Regions from separate parts of the Mus musculus genome. Here regions 1 and 3 are each linked to region 2. The links are chromatin contacts, called in public HiCAR-type maps. All regions are on one chromosome and are shown on one strand. The core of a region is the stretch at or near the end of the contact, and the rest is flanking DNA. Distances in the headings are between cores, read along the strand shown. Region 1 has its middle 98 kb from the start of Gm32357. Region 2 has its middle 65 kb from the start of Gm32624. Region 3 has its middle 76 kb from the start of Gm32357.

Region 1 (2,700 bases), core at 2-2,501, 740 kb after region 2:
ACAGGAAGAAGTGGGACCAGAGTAAGTCTTGTCAGTGTTGTCTGTCACAGAAGTCATCCGGTTACTTACAGCCTCCACACACTCCATGGACCTTTGAAGTGTCTTTCCTTTGTAATCGATTCTTCTAGAAGACCTGCTCAAAGCTGTATGTCCTACAGAAAAGGGATAATGCCACTCTCCCCAATAGAGCTTATGAGTACAGAATCTTATGGAAGTGTGGACTGTTATTACATCAACCAACCCTGAGAGGTCTATGAGCAGTTTCTTCAGGATGCGACTATTTGAATGAAGCAAACAGTCTCAGCAAACGATATTAAGTTCTCAATAAAATGACTGAAAGGTGAAAGAGGTTGTCTAGTTTTTACCTAAGAAGGCAGCGATATGTCAGATGGGCATTGCTTTGAAGGTTGTTGGTACATGGTCTTCTTTAATATTCTTTCCTCTTGATATCTAGGCAATATTAACCCTTTATCCAGGGATAATTGTTTTCCTGGTATGTTACATGACATGTAAGATAGCTTCAAAGAGATAAAGTTGCAACGCGTGCAGTAATATTTATGACTCATAATCTTGCATTGTTTTCTCAATACTCTTTGCTTGAATTCATCCTGGTCTAGAGTTCCTTAGCTCTTAACTGGCCTCTATATTCAATTGAAAAGAAAAAAAGGCCATGAATTTGACAGCAAGTAAAGGGGTGCATGGAAGGAGTTAGAAGGGAGAATTTGTAATTAAAATTTCAAAAATATATACTTAAAAATTAACCACAGCCATCAACCAGGAAAGACATAATCTATCCACGAGTACAAAAGTACATGTGGCTAGATAATAGATAATAAACATAGCTATTTATAAAGACAAAATAATTGAGTAATATTTTTAAATGAGCAGATAAAACTATATATTCGTAAGTAACCAGCATATTACATTTTTACCTTCAGATGCTTCATATCATTTTTAGATAAAAGCCAAAGACAGTACTGAAACCTGTATATCAAACTTCCAAACACTGGCTCCTTGAGTCATTTGAAACAAATTTTGGCAGGATTTTAATTTTGTTTGGTTTATTCTCTTTGATGTTCATGTCCTTCTACAAAGCATTTTATTTTATTTTTCTTTATTTTCTTTGTTTAGATTTCCAACTTTATCCCCCTTCCTAGTTTCCCCTTTACAAACTCCCTATCCTCTCCCGCTTCCCTCTGCTTCTATGAGAGTGCTTCAGCACTCAGCCACCACCCCTGCCTCAGTGCCCTAGCATTCCACTCTGTTGGATCATCCAGTGACCAAGCCAGCTGAGTCAGTCAGCAGAGTCTCAGGCGAGGGAGTGAGGATTGAAAAGGAAAAAAAAACAGTTACACAAAATGATAGCCTGACTCCAGCCAGGGCTGAGGCTGAAGCAGCCTTCTTTCCCTCCAGCCTGCTTTTAATATCATTCTAGGTCCATCCAGAACACGGTCAGTTCTTAGATCAAAGACAAAGTGATGAAACAAAGTAGTAAACAAGGATATCACACAAGATAGTAACTAAGTAAAGTAGTAAGCAAAAGGATCACACAAGCAAAGTAGCAAACAAAGCCCCACAATCATTGTTTCTCATATTCTTATATGAGCCTACTTCCTTGTCTGAGCCCAGTGACAAATGTCAAATTCCTAGAAGTGGCACCAAAAGCTCTCAACAAATCAAGCCTACACACGACCCAGGGGCTCCCCTACCATCGATGCCAGACAAGTCAATTCTGCTACACATGCAGCTGGAGCCATGGGTACCTCCATGGGTACTCTGGATGCTTTGGGAAATCTGAGTTGATTGATATTGTTATTCTTCCTATGGGATCGTGTATGGGAATATGTTGAATGTAAGTTAGAGTTTTCTATCTGAAAAACGTTAAACTTTTTTTTAGTTGAATACAATATATCTTGACCATAGTTCCTCCTCCTCCCACTGTTCCCAGCCCCCACTCACTTCTCCTCTGTCCCAGATCCACTTGTCCTCTGGTTCTCTTCAGAAAAAGAGCAGCCTTCAAAGGACAGCAACAAACCAACAAACAGGACAAAACAAGATACAATAATTTTTGACATAAAAACACATATCTTGAATTGCAACTCAAATTGTTGGGATAAAATGTCCAAAATGATTAGTTATTCATTGCTCACAGAGCTCCTCCCCATTTCCCCTTTGAAGAAGAGCTAAGGTTCAGCCGTCTTCTTTTTTCTGGATATTTTCCTGGAACATCACTTTCTGACATCTCCCAGTCATGTCTAACTATTCATTTAAATAGGCCAAGCTTCTGTCTTATCCCTAAAAGATGGGTTCATTTACAAACAGAATGGCAAAAGCCTCAACATTTATCTCACAAAATTAGGGCAGGGTAAGTTAAGAATGAGATTAATTTGTTGTTTCATGAATAAACTAGCAACATCTATAAGATTAAATAATTCAAGGAATTGCCAAAGCTCGGTGACTTATTAGCTTCCTGAAATGTAGCAGCAATTTGTCACAGGATAAATAGCAGAAAACAGCATAAATATATTTGTCCACAGTTCTGGAGAGGAAAAGTATAACAGCGCAAACCTTGGTGGAGGCCTGAATCTTCTAGGATTGCTTCTTTCTGCATCAGGTACTGCTGACAGTTTGTGGCTTGAAGAGAATCACAGGTTCTGCTTTGTTTACAAATCTCCACCTCTGTGTGGCCAGTAGCTCTTC
Region 2 (2,700 bases), core at 115-2,614:
AGAATTCTTTTGATGTAATGTAATGAATTAAAGGATTTTGAAAGTGTTGATGGCTTTAAGATTTTTTTTCTAAATTCAAGCACCCCAAGTTTTGAAGCATTGACTGACTATATTGGATTAATACACTAAGACTTAGAGAAAAATGTTATGGCTCTAACATTTGAAAATTCCATGTAGTTTCTAGTGATAAAGTGTTATTCTCTTGCCTTCATCTGTTGCTTTCTCTGACTTCCAATTTTTGCTCGAAACTTTAAAAGTATCATCTCAGAGTAAAAGTCCGAGGGGAGCAGGTTAAGTCATGCACACCCTGGCAGCTTCAAGAATGTCATGCGTTCTGGGTTTAACAGCTGCTTCGTGAGACCCACAGCCTAAAGTTCTCCCTCCTACATTCTACTGCAAAAGCCTGAAGGCTAGTTTCAGAACATTTCTGAATTCCTCACTCCAACTAGCATGCTACAGAAACTGAGGGACTCTTTTCGGACACAAGATGGCAGTAGCACACCGTTCACATTGATCATTTCCTCAGAGGGATTGTAGTCACACAAATCAGTTATTTTGTGGTAAGTTAAAAGTCCCCCTGAAAGAGGAGGGAAAAGGCCCTTTAAGATTATGACTAGTACCGTAACCACCTTTTCCCTACAACCCCAACTGTCATATCTATACATTTCTGATGTAGTCCTTCAATGACTTTCAAGAACAGAATGAAATACAAAAAGTTCAGGAGTCTCCGTATCAAGGAAAGAAATGCCTAAGAAAGCAAGGTCAACCATTATGAAGATGCCCTGCATCAATAGCCTTGAGACTACATACTGTGTTCTCACAATAAAGTAGGTTTGAGAGGCTATTTATTGATGTTCAACTTGATTTACAACAATCCTTTGTTATCATTGGGTTTTTGTATTATTTTCTTTTCTTTTATGGAATTTTGGAGTTTTGCTTTTTCTAGTTTTCTGAGTTCAAAACACACCACACCACACACACACACACACACACACACACACACACACACACAAGTTGTTCACCACTTACACAAAAGAAGTATTTAAAATATAAGCTTGTTTTTCTTTGTTTATATTTCATTAAAAAAGTATACAATATGTATACTTTCATGTATCAATTAGTCATTCAGTTAAGAATATGTAAGAAAACATTTTTTTTTTTACAGAATCACATATGGTTTCAATTAAAGTTTTGTTATTTGTCTTTCAAAATCTTAGTAAAAATAATGAGAATTGAATCCGTACTCTGGCATAAGAATATATTGAGTTACAAATATCTGTGATAGGTTCATGAAAACTTGGAAACAATAATACAGGCAGAGGAGTCCAGGATGATTCTAGAATTCTGATTCAGAATTAAGACTTCCCTGTTGGCAGAAAATTTCCCGTGGTTTCCCAGAAGCACAAAACTGCCTTGACAGTACGGAACGCAAGGTGGCAGAATGACTTTTCAAAACCTTTTAACTCAGGGTGCTCAAAATTTAGAAAAGTTACTAAAAAGTAGCTAGCATGTACTAATAAGAATTGGGGAAATCCTACATGTTCTCTAAATTTTACGACAATTTCAAGTGTTAGGAAGCAAAGAATGCATATTAAGAAAACCCTACTATGCCAGTTTTTACCACAATTAAAAAATATAGAAGTTTTAGTGACTATTTTTATTGTTACTATATATTTTATAAATTACTAATCGTCTTTTAATGAACCTGTCTTGTGATTTAGCAGTGAATCTGCTTGTTAAGAAAAGTTTTGAAATTGCTTTAACATTTAAATTTCTAACAGACATCATTTGGAGCACTACTTCATTTGAGCTTTTATGTGAAGGCTAAACTATGTTAACATCAGCTTTCCTAAAATAAAATAAATATCTATAATAAAACATAGTACCTATGGCCAGGGGAAAATATCATTGTGAAGGCTGAATACTAACATTGACAGTATATAAAAATATGTAAGCTGAGGTCCGTTTTCATTATTTTTGTAAGCACGACACAAGAATGTTTACCTAAGTTTATCTGAAAGTGTTAGGGTAATAAAAGTTTTTATGAAGCCCTGCCACATATAAAATATTTACTTGTTTGAAATTGTAAAGCTTGTCAGAAAAGGTATCTAGAGACTAGTAAAACTTGGAAAAAAATAACTCGTGCTGTTGAATGGCTGTAAACAACTGTCATTCATCTTCCATTGTGAATACTTACAAAAAGACAAATATCCAGTAGCTGACCAAAAGACTTCGATACTATTAACATGACTACTGCATTTCTGACAAAGTATCTGACAAAATCTCCAGAGCCAGTCACAAGAAACCTCCTTTCAAGATATTTGTGGGATAGTCCAGGTGACTCCCAAAATAATGGAGGCAGTTGGTGTTGCCCTGGGATGCATCCCAGAGGTTGAAGTTACAGAAGGCAGCATCCCTAGGCTATGGGACCCAGATGCTTCTAACTGCATGTAACCTGATGTCCTTCTTCCTGTGGATGAGTTTCCTTAGCATAAGAAAGTCCTATGCAACTTACCAAGGGAGGGAAGGAATTAGTAGCCCTATCCAGCTCTGATACCTATGAACCATAAACTGAACCACCATGTCAAGCTATCCCTAAAGATACAGCATTGGCACGCATGTCTTGGTGGTAACCAACTTCTGTTAAGTTAGATTTAGAATATATAGTGCCTGGTACCGAAAATCTAGGGAACTATCCAG
Region 3 (2,700 bases), core at 54-2,553, 720 kb after region 2:
TTACAGCGAACACTTATATTTCCTAAAGAAATCGTATACTCTCTATGCACTAACTCCCACTTAATGGGCTGTTTCTCCATATAACTACAGTCTATAGAATTTTCAAAGTTTGAAAATCTAATTATGTTTATTTCTTTTATTGTTTTGAGGTTCTTACATAATTACATTACTACTCCTAGCCTTTCCCTCCATCCAATCCTTCCTTGTATCACTCGCTACCATCTTTTATATTCATGTCCACTTTTATTCACTAATTGCTTTGAATGCATGTTCCTGATGTATAAATACAACTGCTTTGTCTACATCATGGTACTTGCATGTGTGTTTTCAAGGCTGGCCATTTATTATTGTATTGATGCTACTATACCTCTGCTACTTCCAGTCCAAATCTTGCACATTCAACATGCAGGCATACTTTGTCCCCCTCTACTTGTCCTTTAAACAGAGGACAAGGAGTGACCATCACAAGACCAAAAGTGTCAGTAGCTTTGATAAGCTCAACTGCTAATGAAAGAGGAACATTGCAAACATGGTATTTAAAAGCATGGGTTTTTCAGTCACACATCTCAAAGTTCAAGTTCCCATCTCATCTTTTCCAAACGTTGAATTTATTCTGGAGATAATACATGGCCATGTAGCCCAGGCTGATCTCAGAGTTTTAATCTTCCCACCTTTGCTTGCAGATGTCTACTACCAAACCTGGCTAGGGTGCACCATCATTGATTTTACTCATTCATAAGAGAGGGCCAAGAACAAGCAATTAACTCAAGGGATTGGCACAAAGACTAAAAAGGGTAATTTTAGTCTATTTATCATCTACTTCTATTTTCTCTTTATATAGACTATATATGTAATATAGAGAGACTATATGTTATATAAATAAGTATCAGTTAAATACTCCTTATAAGCATTCACTCATATGACTGTACTGCATAGATATAAAATTTATGCAAGATAAAACAATTCAGAATATCCTAAAATCATAAACCATTATTGTAAATGACAGTCACTCAGACTTTTGTTCTGGGTTTATGGGGTATCATGGTAATTTGTGGAAAGGAAAGAAAGAGTGAACGAGACAAGTGGATTAGCACAGTATAACAAAGGAGTCACCAATACAGGATTAGAACAAAGTGAGACAGCCTTGAGAAGTAAAAACTTCCCAGCAGCTGAAGCTAGCAAAGGCATAAGCATTAGGCCTAGAAACACAGGAACTAAATCTGGCCATCAACTTGAATGAACTTGGAAACAGATTCCTCCCAAGAGTCTACCATCAGGGACCCGCCCTGCTGACAAGCTGATTGTGGTCTTGGGAAGCCTACTTCAAGGACATCGTCCAGCATATCCACATTACTGGACCACAGGATGTGTGAGGCAATACATTTTTTTTATGATTTAAGCTGCTAAGTTTGTGGTAACTTTTTGTGGCTGCAAAATTTACCTATCATGAATTGTTAATGCAATTTGGCCACAAATATCTTCAATAATTTATTGCATACATTTATGATCCTGAAAAGCTGCAATAACTTACCCTAAAACAAATCAAAATGTAGGGTGGCAGGAACATCATTCTTGACTCTTTAAAATTGAGAGAATATTTGTTCTGGGGAAGGAAACCTAAGACCGACCACAGTTTCCAAGACTTGTATCATAGCCAAAACCCAGGCTTACTTTTCTCAGAATCCTAGCCTGAGATCCAATCTTTTTGGGAAGCTAGAGGAAAAACTTCAATGAGAAGCAGTTTGAAAATAAAAATGCATTATGATTCCCAGATGTCAGGCCCAAGGTTACCAAAACAGCGAAGAACCTACCCAAGATGCTTTTCCACAATCTCTCTAAGGATGCTGTAGAATGAGATAGAAGCCAAGTATTCTCTTCTGCAGAAGTTTTATAGTTTAAAAGCATCACTTCATGCTTAAGAATAATTTTAATGAACAATTACCATGATTAACACATTTAGATTCAATTTTACTCACCATTATCTTTTTCTTTTTAAGTATACCAGGGCTAAAGAGCTTCTTTTGTAATTTTTTTTCTTAAATTGGAATTAAGAATCTATGATAACAGATTACGCTTAGATTTCCATCGTTCTGATGTCAATCTGATCGGGAATATTTCTGACTATTTAGATGCAAATTCTGTATGTGACCTGAATGTAAGCCTTCTCCCTGGTTCCATGTAAAATATACCATCACACGTCAGCCTGCATAAAAGTTTTCCACCTGTGGCAATTATTATTTTATGCTTTCATGTAAGGAATCTGAAAACTTTTCTGAGCAATTTGGAAATAGAATAAAAATCTTATTTTAGCATGTGCAAGTCTGTAGGTTCAATCTCAAATACACATAGAAATTCACACGCCACAAAAGATACATGCAAATCTTGCTTTGGTAGCACATATACTAACTATAATAGAAACTGAGAAAGTGCCTTCTGAAAGTATATACATAAAGATATTATTCAAATTTGGAAAATATTCTATATTTTATGCACTTATCAAAACTCACAAAATATACTCATAGTTTCTATTCATTCATAGTAACATAAGAAAAAGGAACACATCAAACCAAAATGGTACTCTGGAGCATTGTAAAAAAAGTGTAGTCATGTTAATAGTTTACATTAAACGTTGTAGAACACAAAATAATGTATAAAGAAGGTATGAATGAATATTCATGCCGCAAGAGATATTGCAAAATC

What was found. HiCAR-type assays count read pairs that join an accessible place to other places.
Region 1: a contact with region 2 is called in a HiCAR-type map of fibro-adipogenic progenitors, with 5 times the contacts expected there. The contact joins two enhancer-like sites. A contact is called at or near these places in 1 of 484 Hi-C or Micro-C datasets (uterus) and 1 of 115 datasets of contacts at active chromatin or transcription factors (fibro-adipogenic progenitors).
Region 3: a HiCAR-type map of fibro-adipogenic progenitors shows a contact between it and region 2, with 5 times the contacts expected there. The contact joins two enhancer-like sites.

Annotation. Positions count from the first base shown.
Region 1 is chr16:86,136,947-86,139,646 of GRCm38.p6, reverse strand. No RefSeq gene overlaps it. Among named protein-coding and RNA genes, the nearest start is that of Gm32357, 98 kb to the left of the region's middle. Within about 2 kb of position 1,251, at least 54 of the 459 cell types and tissues checked have an H3K27ac peak or open chromatin away from gene starts, as enhancers often do. A contact at or near this core is called in fibro-adipogenic progenitors and uterus, where this site is marked.
Region 2 is chr16:86,880,500-86,883,199 of GRCm38.p6, reverse strand. No RefSeq gene overlaps it. Among named protein-coding and RNA genes, the nearest start is that of Gm32624, 65 kb to the right of the region's middle. Within about 2 kb of position 1,364, at least 24 of the 459 cell types and tissues checked have an H3K27ac peak or open chromatin away from gene starts, as enhancers often do. A contact at or near this core is called in fibro-adipogenic progenitors and uterus, where this site is marked.
Region 3 is chr16:86,158,199-86,160,898 of GRCm38.p6, reverse strand. No RefSeq gene overlaps it. Among named protein-coding and RNA genes, the nearest start is that of Gm32357, 76 kb to the left of the region's middle. Within about 2 kb of position 1,303, at least 17 of the 459 cell types and tissues checked have an H3K27ac peak or open chromatin away from gene starts, as enhancers often do. A contact at or near this core is called in fibro-adipogenic progenitors, where this site is marked.